Linked DNA regions of Mus musculus: region 2 is linked to region 1. A link is a contact called in public capture Hi-C data. All regions are on one chromosome and are shown on one strand. The core of a region is the stretch at or near the end of the contact, and the rest is flanking DNA. Distances in the headings are between cores, read along the strand shown.

Evidence for each region. Capture Hi-C pulls out chosen DNA fragments and counts their contacts.
Region 2: a contact with region 1 is called in a capture Hi-C map of bone marrow-derived macrophages, with 5 times the contacts expected there. The contact joins two enhancer-like sites. A contact is called at or near these places in 1 of 115 datasets of contacts at active chromatin or transcription factors (bone marrow-derived macrophages) and 1 of 9 other capture datasets (bone marrow-derived macrophages).

What each region holds. Positions count from the first base shown.
Region 1 is chr10:26,573,780-26,579,097 of GRCm38.p6, forward strand. No RefSeq gene overlaps it. Among named protein-coding and RNA genes, the nearest start is that of Gm48893, 120 kb to the right of the region's middle. Within about 2 kb of position 2,607, at least 45 of the 459 cell types and tissues checked have an H3K27ac peak or open chromatin away from gene starts, as enhancers often do. A contact at or near this core is called in bone marrow-derived macrophages, where this site is marked.
Region 2 is chr10:26,796,791-26,802,108 of GRCm38.p6, forward strand. The region is part of intron 1 of Arhgap18 (Rho GTPase activating protein 18); the gene reads left to right. Among named protein-coding and RNA genes, the nearest start is that of Arhgap18, 27 kb to the left of the region's middle. Within about 2 kb of position 2,956, at least 226 of the 459 cell types and tissues checked have an H3K27ac peak or open chromatin away from gene starts, as enhancers often do. A contact at or near this core is called in bone marrow-derived macrophages, where this site is marked.

The sequences.
Region 1 (5,318 bases), core at 1,357-3,856:
GTATAATTATAAAAATTACCCGTGGTAAATGTTCACTGTTCCACAAGTCTGGAAGGATTCACCTGTGAAACGATGATAATCTAGAGATTAGAGTGGCTTGTCACTGTCTCAAGTCTTCATGTGTTCTTCAGGGCTTTGTGTGTGTGCATATGTGGCCAGAACTCCTAATGTGAGTTCTGTCTTCTAATGCACACCTTACCACATACTAGAACATGTGCAGCGTGGCTATAGTTTAGAGGGTGTGGTGTTGATTCATGTGTTAACAGAGAGATAAGTAAGAGAATAGACAGCTCACAAGTGAAGATGCCATGGGGATATGTAAAAAGTATCTTGCTGGAACCAAGTGACGTGGAGTTAGGAAATGATGGACCATGTGTAAAACAATACAGATTGCAGACTTGTCATATTTAGGATAGAGTAAATCAATAAGGAGTGTGGTGCTCCTCCTCCTCCTCCTCCTCCTCCTCCTCCTCCTCCTCCTCCTCCTCCTCCTTTTCTTCTTCTTCTTCTTCTTCTTCTTCTTCTTCTTCTTCTTCTTCTTCTTCTTCTTCTTCTTCTTCTTCTTCTTCTTTTTCTTCTTCTCCTTCTCCTTCTCCTTCCTCTTCCTCCTCTTCGTCTTCTTCTCCTTCCCCTCCCCCATCTCTCATGGTGTTGAAGATGAAACCCAGGCCTCCCATAGGCAAGACATACATTTTACCATAAAATTTACTGTAGCTTTAAGAATGACAATATTGATAGGTTGATTGTGAGGTAAAGAAAAGAAAATGTATAGGGTAACATAAATAAATAATAAACATGCAACTTAACACCCATGTAAAAAAAGCCTTTGCGTGGATGAACACCTACAAACTGTGGGGAAAAACTGAAATATTTTCAGTTTTCAACACCTGCGAAAACAACTGATGCCCACAAGGTGTTCAAATGGTTGATAAGATCACTAGGTGATACTTTTGAGAAAAGTCCACCTCAGCAATTACTTACTCAAAAAGGATAAACAAGGGGTATTAAGACAGGAAGATCTGGCAGAAATTGCCCCTATCAAACGATCAAACCAACCACGGCTAATAATGAGGTGAGCTACTGTTATGTGTGTTCTGGTACTCACACCTTTGTGCCCCTGGAAACAATGGGCAGGAGAGGGAAACTTGCTTGGTTTATGAATGTTCAGCCTGACAGAGAAGGCACAGGGAGAGCTCAGTCCACAGCCTGGCAATCCAGGAAGCAGAGACAGGAATTCTGGATTAGCTAGCTCTCTGGCATCTGGGCCCTCAGCCACCTACATTTATGGTGGGTCTCTACCCTCATGTTTCCCTGAGCTAATCATCTGAAGAAAACCACTCATTGATACCCCATCTCCTAGGTGAGTCTTCCCAAAGAATCTAACCACAAGGAGTCCATCACAAACGTTCAGTGTATGACATCCAAAGAAATGGCAAACAAATGTGCATTTTGAGACTTTGACCAACACTAGAATGCTCAAATTATGGACAATTGGCGAAATTTAAATATGGACTCCATTGGAATAGTATTTTATATCCACATACAACTGCATGCATGATAATAATAGCTTTGTGTTATTCTAGAATGGTCTTGTTTTTGTGAGACATTAGGGAAAGTACTTAAGTTCTTCGAAAAAATCTGTCTCTATTTTCTGCCATTGAATAATAAATGCGTTACAATTTCACATAAACATTGGACTTTATCTGTTGTCATTGTTTTTACAAAGGCTGTTGTTAAATTTTAAGCATTTAAAGTGAGAAACAAACACACATTGGGGAAGAAAGCAGATTTTGAGAGTGAGCCTACCATGAGATGTGTTCGTAAACTAATGTTAATCTATGTCTTGATAGCTGTCTGTTGATTTCTAAAATTCTTTCCTTTGAGCTGGTCTTTAGAAAGTTAAACAATACTATTATTGAAAACTATACCAGAGTCTTTGTTTATGAGCATTAAAAAACAATGCAGTTTTCACTGATGGAAGGAATTTTGTTCCAAAGCTACAAAGTGGAGCAGGCTTCACTATCCACACAGGAATAAAATACAAGAACTCAGAAGGCCCAGTATTGTGGATACAATGAGAGATGCTCCAAGTTCTTGACCCTTGACACCCACATCCTGTTTTCACATAATTTTCTGGAGAGATCTATTTCTCAGCTTGTGGAGATGACTGATCTTGACTTCAGGATGTCACTCGGGATGATCTTGACTTCAGGATATCCGAGAATAAACCTGACAAACTCAAGGTCCTTGTAAAAGTGTCATCAGACATAGGGGAAGAGCTGACCACATTAAAACAAAACAAAACAAAACAAAACAAAACAAAACAAAACAAAAACCCAACCAGATTGTGAGAGTAGTTTTGTGCTTGTAAATAAACACGTACTTATTATAATTCTAAGCAGGGCTTAAATATGACAAATTTCACTGCAGGCTTAAGTAGAATTTGTTAAAACACAGTCAAAATGCTTTCGTTTCTCTTTCCTTCATTTGGAAGTTGAAAACTATTTAACAGAAGGAAACATCTGCCGCACTGGTATCTAAATACCAGAGAACTCTATGCCTTACTGAGGTTCCCTTTTTGTAGGTGCTCAATTAAGGGAAGCAACAGGAGTTCCCCCTTCTCATCTCTGGAAGCTCCAGGATTTGAGAAGAGCCCTAGGGCTGTGTGGAGCAATGTAGCTGAGGTTTGTTTGAGTAAGGAGCCTTGTTCTGCTCTCTGAGTTGTGAGCCTCTGGATGGCTTTCATTTCATCTCTCATGCTGTTGTTTTTCAAAATGTCCACAGTGGCTGTTAAATTGATAGTAAAATTTGTTTCTAATTCACCTTTAATATGGTACAACGTGGAGACTGAACTTTTCTTTTTTTTTTTTTTAATTTGGAAAGATCCAAGAAAAAATTGAGCCTAGTTTGACCTCAAACTCCTAATTCCTCTTGATTCTACTCCTAGGCATGTACTAACACAACTTCCTTCCAAAAGTGTCTTAGACCTTTTTAAATGTTGAGGGAGAGAAACACAACATTGAAGTCTGAAATGTACTGACAACTGCTATTCAGTGGCTGAAAATAGGGAGACGCATTTCGTTTTCTCACTTGCCGAGGTAATCTAGCTTTCGGAACTAGGACAATCATCCTTGTTGCGAGGGAAGCTGATACCCGGCATGTTGTCCTGATGTTTGTTTTACAACAGTCTAATAAAAGCAATATCCCAAACATGGCCCTGTATTTCTGGCCATTTAAAAACACTTTTCTGGGTTCTCTCTCTTGCTTTGTTTAAGGTCCTTCTGTGACTGTCCTTTACATTGGTAAACCATATGCTGTATCATATAATCTACATAAAATGAATACCCTCTTTGCTTTAGACCAATACGATCGGCTCATAGGCCATCTTGTCAGCTGTCTAACAGTGTCTGTTGACAGAGCTACTCCAGCATGATGCCACACACAGATCATGGTTGGTTCATGGGCTCCAATTCCCCCTGCTCATGTATTTGCATAAGAGAAGTTGGGTTGTTAGTCATGGAGTTGAAAAAGAAACCACAAAAGAAAAACAAACTGAAAAAATTTATCAGTGGCTCACAAGGAACCAGTAACTCCAAGGACCTAACAACTGAGTTATTGTGTGTCTTAAATTCTAGCTAACAAGCTCAATGGCTGGGAAGGCAGTTTACTTAATCAATTTGAAATTTATTCTGTTATTTCCTCAGACAGAGGAAGCTTTCTGTTCCACGTGGCACAATGGAGACCAGTGGACATACTGAGATTTGAAGTGTAATTTAAAATCTTAGTCCTGTAGATAACATGTTAGCCACTTTCAGCACATGGGTGGTTGTGGATGTGACTAATGTATTGATGATTTCTTAAGGGATTGGTCCTCATCTTCCAGCCCTCCCTTTCAAGGCAGGTTCTCATTGCTTTAGCCACTACATATGCCAGGCCTGCTGGCCTTCAAGGTTCTAGGGATTCTCCTGTCTCTGTCTACATCTTTTTGTAGGGACCCTGTGATTGCAAACACATGTTACTGCATCCAGCTTTTTGTGCACTCCAGGGATTAGAATGCAGTTGTCTAGCAAACACTTTACCCACTACAGCAGGTCCTCATGCCCTCAAAGTAAGTTGAAAATGGAAGCATATCTTGCTAATTTGATAGGGGAACAATGTTGTAGGTCATGTGGGAACTTGTAACCAGATAGGCATAAGAATGGTAGGGTTGGGGTCAACTTGGGTGCGGAGTCGGTGGACACCCTCAAGGTCCCTAGAGGACTCTCCACGTGATCTTAGGACCTCTGGTGAGTGGAGCACAACTTCTGATCCAATCCAACTGTGCAGGACCTGAGACAGCATTAGGGAAGCAGAAAACCAGGCCTGACCAGGGTCACAAGTCCCTTCTGGTTGGCACCAGTAACTGGTCACCTTGTGCTCGGAGTTGGCAGATACCCCCAAGGTCCCTAGAGGACTCTCCACATGATCTTAGGACCACTGACCAGACATCTCCATGCTCCTCAAAGGAGACACCACTTCCAGACACTGTAACACGCCCAGGATTTTGACAACAGGATCCCAGGATAAAAAGAGCTTGGTCACACCAATGTTTCAGTGTCTTAGAGGAATTTGACTGCCAAGAACTCTGACACACCCAGAATGTCAAGTTCACCAGAGCCCACAAGCAAAGGATCACAGAGAAAGCTGGACTCTGAGGAGTCCTGAATCAACTGGGATTATAGGAAGGACCAGCTCCAATCAGATATATTGAGGACAGCAAATACTTGAGATAATCATATGGCAGGAGGCAAGCATAAGAACAGAAGCAACAGAAACCAAGGTTACGTGCCATCATCAGAACCAAACTCTCCCACCATAACAAGTTCTGGATACACCATCACACCAGAAAAGCAAGACATGGATCTAAAGTCAGTTCTTATGATGATGATGGAGGACCTTAAGAAGGAAATACAGGAAAACACAGGTAAACAGTTAGAAGCCTTTAAAGAGGGAACACAAAAATGCCTTAGAGAGTTACAGGAAAACAATATCAAACAGGACATGGAATTTAACAAAACAATCCAGGGTCTAAAAAGGGAATTAGAAACAATAAAGAAAACACAAAGGAAGACAACTCTGGAGATAGAAACACTAGGAAAGAAATCAGGAACCATACATATGAGCATCAGCAACAGAATACAAGAGATGCAAGAGAGAATCTCAGGTGCAGAAGATTCCATAGAGAACATGGACACAACAATAAAGGAAAATGCAAAATGCAAAAAGATCCTAACTCAAAACATCCAGGAAATCCAGGACACAATGAGAAGACCAAACCT
Region 2 (5,318 bases), core at 1,706-4,205, 220 kb after region 1:
TGTGGTTACAAACCTGAAGATTCTGGAACGCTCAGCCCATAATCCTCCCAAACATACGGGCAAGTCACAGAACCTTGAAGAAATTAGCATCCTCTGGGAGACAAGGGGACTCTGGGAAAGCCTCTAGCAGGTGTCAGTTTAATTACATAGGGAACTGTTAGCCTGGCATTTTCCTGGTGGCATGGTTGGCTGGAAGCTACTCTTATTTGGCAGAGTTGAGGTTGGGGGCTGCATCTCCAGGCCCCTCTTAGGATTACATGTGTGTGCACAGGAGCTTTGTGTAAAGGCTAAGATGAACAGCTCAGTTAGATATGAGCATATGTCCAAGGGAGATGGAATGGTAGGCCATCCGCAGTAGGGCACTGTTAGTACTTATTGCATAGTGAATGACCCTGATATCCAGAGAGGTGACCTGAGGACACAGTCAGGTGACCTTGAAAGAAATCTGGTTATCATGAGCTCCATAAAATACCAATGGAGACACATGCACCCAGAGCAGACATTTCTTCTTATATTAGGGACTTTAAGATGTTTTGTAGCTCATGAGGGTTATGAATACAGAAATGTTCCTCCTTTTCTAGCGGTGAGAAGAATGTGGCACAGGGCCAAAATGGAGGAACAAAAAGTAAAAACCTAGCTAGACCTCTTACTCCTGGGACGGTGTAATGTTGAGGAACTGTAGAATTATCTGCACTAATCTTCATCGCGGTCAAGGGTGAAGGAATAGAGGAAGTTGGAAAGCAACAAGTGATCTTGTCTATGCTGAGTTTGGAAAAAGCTCTCAAGTGATCTCTAAGAGTTCGTACAGTTCCGGGTCACATTTGAGTGGGCATTTTAGAAGACTGTGCTTGCTTGGTCTTTGGAAAGTATCTAATTACCGATCTTCACCCAGCAACTTCTGTTTGCCTGCCACTGTCTTGTGTGCTCTGCAGTGGTCTGTATGTGCACGCTGTTTGAGATGTGCTTCATACACCATAACGATGGCAACATCACAGCGCCAGGAAAATGCCAGGCTGGAAGTTCCCTACTAAATTACACTGGCACCTGTTAGAGGTTTTCCCAGAATCCCCTTCGCTTTTAGACAATGCTAATTTCTTCATGGTTCTGTCACCTGCCTGTAGTTTTTAGAGGAATGATGGGCTGACAGCTTCCAGAACCTTCAGGTTTGTAACCATATAATACCATAATCACAGCTTTTATTTTACGACCTGTGAAGCCAAGGCACAAGACCTAAGGAACTCAACTCAAGGTGACAGGTCAGGGTAGTAAAGCTGAATTTCAAACTCTAGTTTCACTTAACCGTTCTATGTCCCCTGTCTATAGCCTGAGCTTGAGGAACAGCTGGTTCTGTTCTGTATATCAGTGACCTTGCCCATTAGGCCATGATTTAAACCTGAATTGGCCCACAGAGGCTCACGTGTGTAAATACTTGGTTGCTAACTTGGGGCACCGTTTTAGGGAGTTATAGAGGTGAGGTCACCCTGAGTTAGGAGGCGAGGCCATCATACTAGTGGATGTTGGACATAGCCACGGTTCGACTGTTACATCAAGAACCTGCTTTTTAATTTTACTGCTATCTTTTCAGCACAGGTCAGAGTGCGTATTGGATCCCTTGGAACTAGAGTTATATATGGTTTTGTGTGTGTGTGTGTGTGTGTGTACGTGTGTGTGTGTGTACACGTGTTAGGACTCCAACCCAGGACCTCTAAATGAGCAGCCAGTGCTCTTAACCACTAAACCACCTCTTGAATAGGGACTCGATTATCCTTCTGTCACCTTGTGTAAAACTGCTACTGCTTACTTTTGCCTGTGGAGAAAGGTCTTCGAGCCACCAGACGTTCCCCACCAAGACAGACTGAATTCTCTCTGAAAGCACAGGCCCACATCAACCCCTCCCCCTTTATGGTTTTTCCTTCAGATATTTTGTTACAGTGATTAGAAAGAAAAAAAAAAAGTAAGCAACACACCCAGGGTATGTTGTTTTGTTTTGGCTACAAGAGTTTATTAACTCCTTTTGACTTGGTACAAGGTTAGGCTTAAACTTGAGGTCACCCTGTTTCGGCCTCCAGGTGGAAGGGTCAGAACCCTGTGCAGAGACAGCAGCTCCCTGCTTACTTTGTCCACAGTGCACGTTTATGACCATGAAGAGCTATATTTAGTACGGTAGACATTTTAGTGCTGATAGCTTCTGTAATTTAAGAGGACTCGTCAGAGATCATAGGGGAAATTTCACTAGGAAAGGGCGGGGTCAAGCTTCAGGTTATAACTTGTGTTTTGAGCTAGAGCCTTATGACCTTTGTGGCTTGGCTATAGTACGGTCAATCTGTCTGACCTGTGAGTAATATTGCGACTCATCAAGTGGCAAAGCACCATGACTTTGATGGCCCCAAGAGTGTCAAATGCTGTGAAGACTCAGCGAACTCACTCCAGTGTGAGCATGAAGCCAGTGGAGTGTGTGTCTGAGTGTGTGCCTCTGTGAAGCTAGTAAGTGACTCTGTGTGTGTGTGTGTGTGTGTGTGTGTGTGTGTGTGTGTGTGTTCGCCTCCGTGAAGCTAATAAGGTACCACATGGCACTCATCCTCAGCTGTGGTATTGGGTGATACTCTCATTATCAAACATTTGAAAACAGCCCGAAGAGGAAGCGCAGGTCATTTACAGCACAACTTCAGAGCTAACCTTGGTATTTTTCCTTTGGGGGTTGTGTTTTTCTGTCTTGATTTTTAGTTTTTATTCCGCGCACACACACGTTCTTAGACATGCTATCTTAACATTGAAGTTTCTATAGCTTATCTACTGTTGTTACACTTGCAGTTAAATTTTAACCCAGCTGCAGAATGCAGAATGTCTCAGCAGGCATTTTCTGCTAGGGAAACCACAGATATGTCAGGATGTGTATGTTGCTAAGCCACCACAACATCATTTCCTTTCCTACTTCCCCTTGACCCCTGCAGTCCCATTGCTGGCTTGTCACTCCTGGCATCTGAGTCATCCCGGACTTGTGTCTCAGGCCTGCTCCAGGGGGCTGTTACTGAGCTACGTGGTTTTTTTCTTCTTGGCTTTGTTTTTTTGATTTTTTTTTTTTTCCTGCCCAGCCTTCCTTTGTTTTCAAGTGCTGCACCACAGCTTGGCCTTACTGCACTCATCTCAACACTGTCGAGGCCTGCTTGCTGCGCATGCGCAGAGGCCTGGCTTCCATCTTCAACACCCCAAGGACAGAAAGTAGTCATCATTGCTGGTTTCTCAGTGTTTGTGTGACAGTCTCCAGTGAGAGCGGCCCTGCACTCTTGGCCAGCTTTCTTTCCATCCGTTGTGATTCCCTCGTGGTGTTCTCGTTTACCATGTTCACCATGTGCTTCTTCCTTACTGGGTTGTTAGAGGTAAATGGAGTACTGTGACGTAGGAGAGCCTCTAACATTTCCAGCCTCTATCCTTCACGACTTTATGACCCATTAGGGCTTTCTCTCTTCCTACCTATCATATTGCTCTATAATTCACACTAATAAAAATATGAAAGACATCATACTGGTTTATGCTTGAGGTAATTTGTTAATTAATAGCTTCTTCTCTTTCCTCTTCCTCCTTTAGACGGGGTCTCACTTTGTAGCCCAGGTTAATCTCAGATTTGTACTCTTTCTGCCTCTGGAGTACCGTGATTACACACTTATGTGATAGCACCCGGCACAAATTATTTCACAACAGAAATTTTAAGGAAATGGGACTAATGAAAAGAGCAGGTTGGTTTTCCTTAATTTCTTCCAGGGGGGCTTTATTTGGTCAGTTAAATAGATTGCAATGCTGTGTTTGTTACCTTTAGTCCACAGTCCAGAGAAAGAACACTTTTCTGGGTGGAGATATAACTGAGGTGTGCTTTATGTTTTGATGTAGAAAGTCTGCGGTTTAATCTCAACCACTATAATAATATAATTTTCTTGAAGTATGTAAGTCCGAGAAAACTATTTCAAAGTATAGCATAAAAATGAAAGACGAGCAGGAGAGAAATAGAGCTTTCTGTGAGATTGTATTATCTAAGAATGTCCTTTGAAGACAATGTACTTCTTTGGGAATGTTCTTTGATAAAAATATATTACGTGAATGAATTTTAAAAAGTCAGACTTGGTTTGTGTGTGTGTCCCATTTAGTTTCTTTACTTCTTTTCAGGTACGTGTGACCAGTATTATATCTGTTCTAGAATATAAACTTATAGAATCTTTGAGCAGGTTGTTTTCTCTCTGTGTGTGTGTGTGTGTATGAGCACACACACACACAAGCACACATGTATGTACAGACATCAGTGTGTGAGGTGATGCTCTGGGATAATTTTTCTCATCCTTTGGAATAGTTTTCCTTGTACTCATCTTCCAAGCTTCTACACAACATCCCACAGAGCTCTTAATACTGAATGGATTTTCTAGCCCAAAGTTCCAAAGTCCTTCCACAGTCCTCCCCAAAACATGGTCAGGTTGTCATTGGAATACCACACTATGCTGAGTTTGGGTTGATTTTAGTAACAGGCCTTAAGAATTTTATCCTATATCCCAGGTGTCAGAAATCCATGTTTCCATCACTCTATACACTTGACCACACCAGGAATCCATCAGGAAGGTCTTGGAGGGTTTGCTTTTGTTTCCTCTGGACCTGTTTGCTCTGTCGCTCTGACATTCCTTTTTTCTTTTTTCTTTTTTTTCTTTTTTTTTTTTTTAATGTCATTCTTTTCTTCTTTTTTTTTTTTTTATTTTTATCTATTTTATCCCGCTCACTGCCCCCTCCTAGTCACACTCTCCCACAGTCTTTTTCTGTTCCCACATCCCCTTCTCTGAGCAGGTATATCCCCTCCTGGGTATCTAGTCCCCTTCAGCACTTCAAGTGTTTGTGAGTCTAGGCCCATCCTTTCCTACTAAAGCCAAACAAGGCAGCCCAGGTAGAAGAACATATCCCCATCCCATATCCCATCCCATATCCCATCCCATATCCCATCCCATATCCCCATCCCATCTCCCCATACAGGCAATAGCTTTGGGACAGCCCCCACTCGAGTTGTTAGGAACACATGTGTGAAGACCAAGCTGTACATTTGCTACCTATGTGCTGGAGGAGGGCTAGGATCAGACTGTGTGTGTTCTTTGGTTTGGTTCAGTCTGTCTGTCTGTTTGTCTGTCTGACTTTCTCTCTCCCTTTTTTGGCTTTTTGTTTTTCTGGATTCTGTTAAGTCAGGACGCTAGCCGAAAGCCACGGAAGGAGGCAAGCATGGTTGTATGGTCAAGTTAGGACCCTAGCTTAGCTAGGAATGGACAGTATAGGTTGTTTTAAATTCCAAAGCT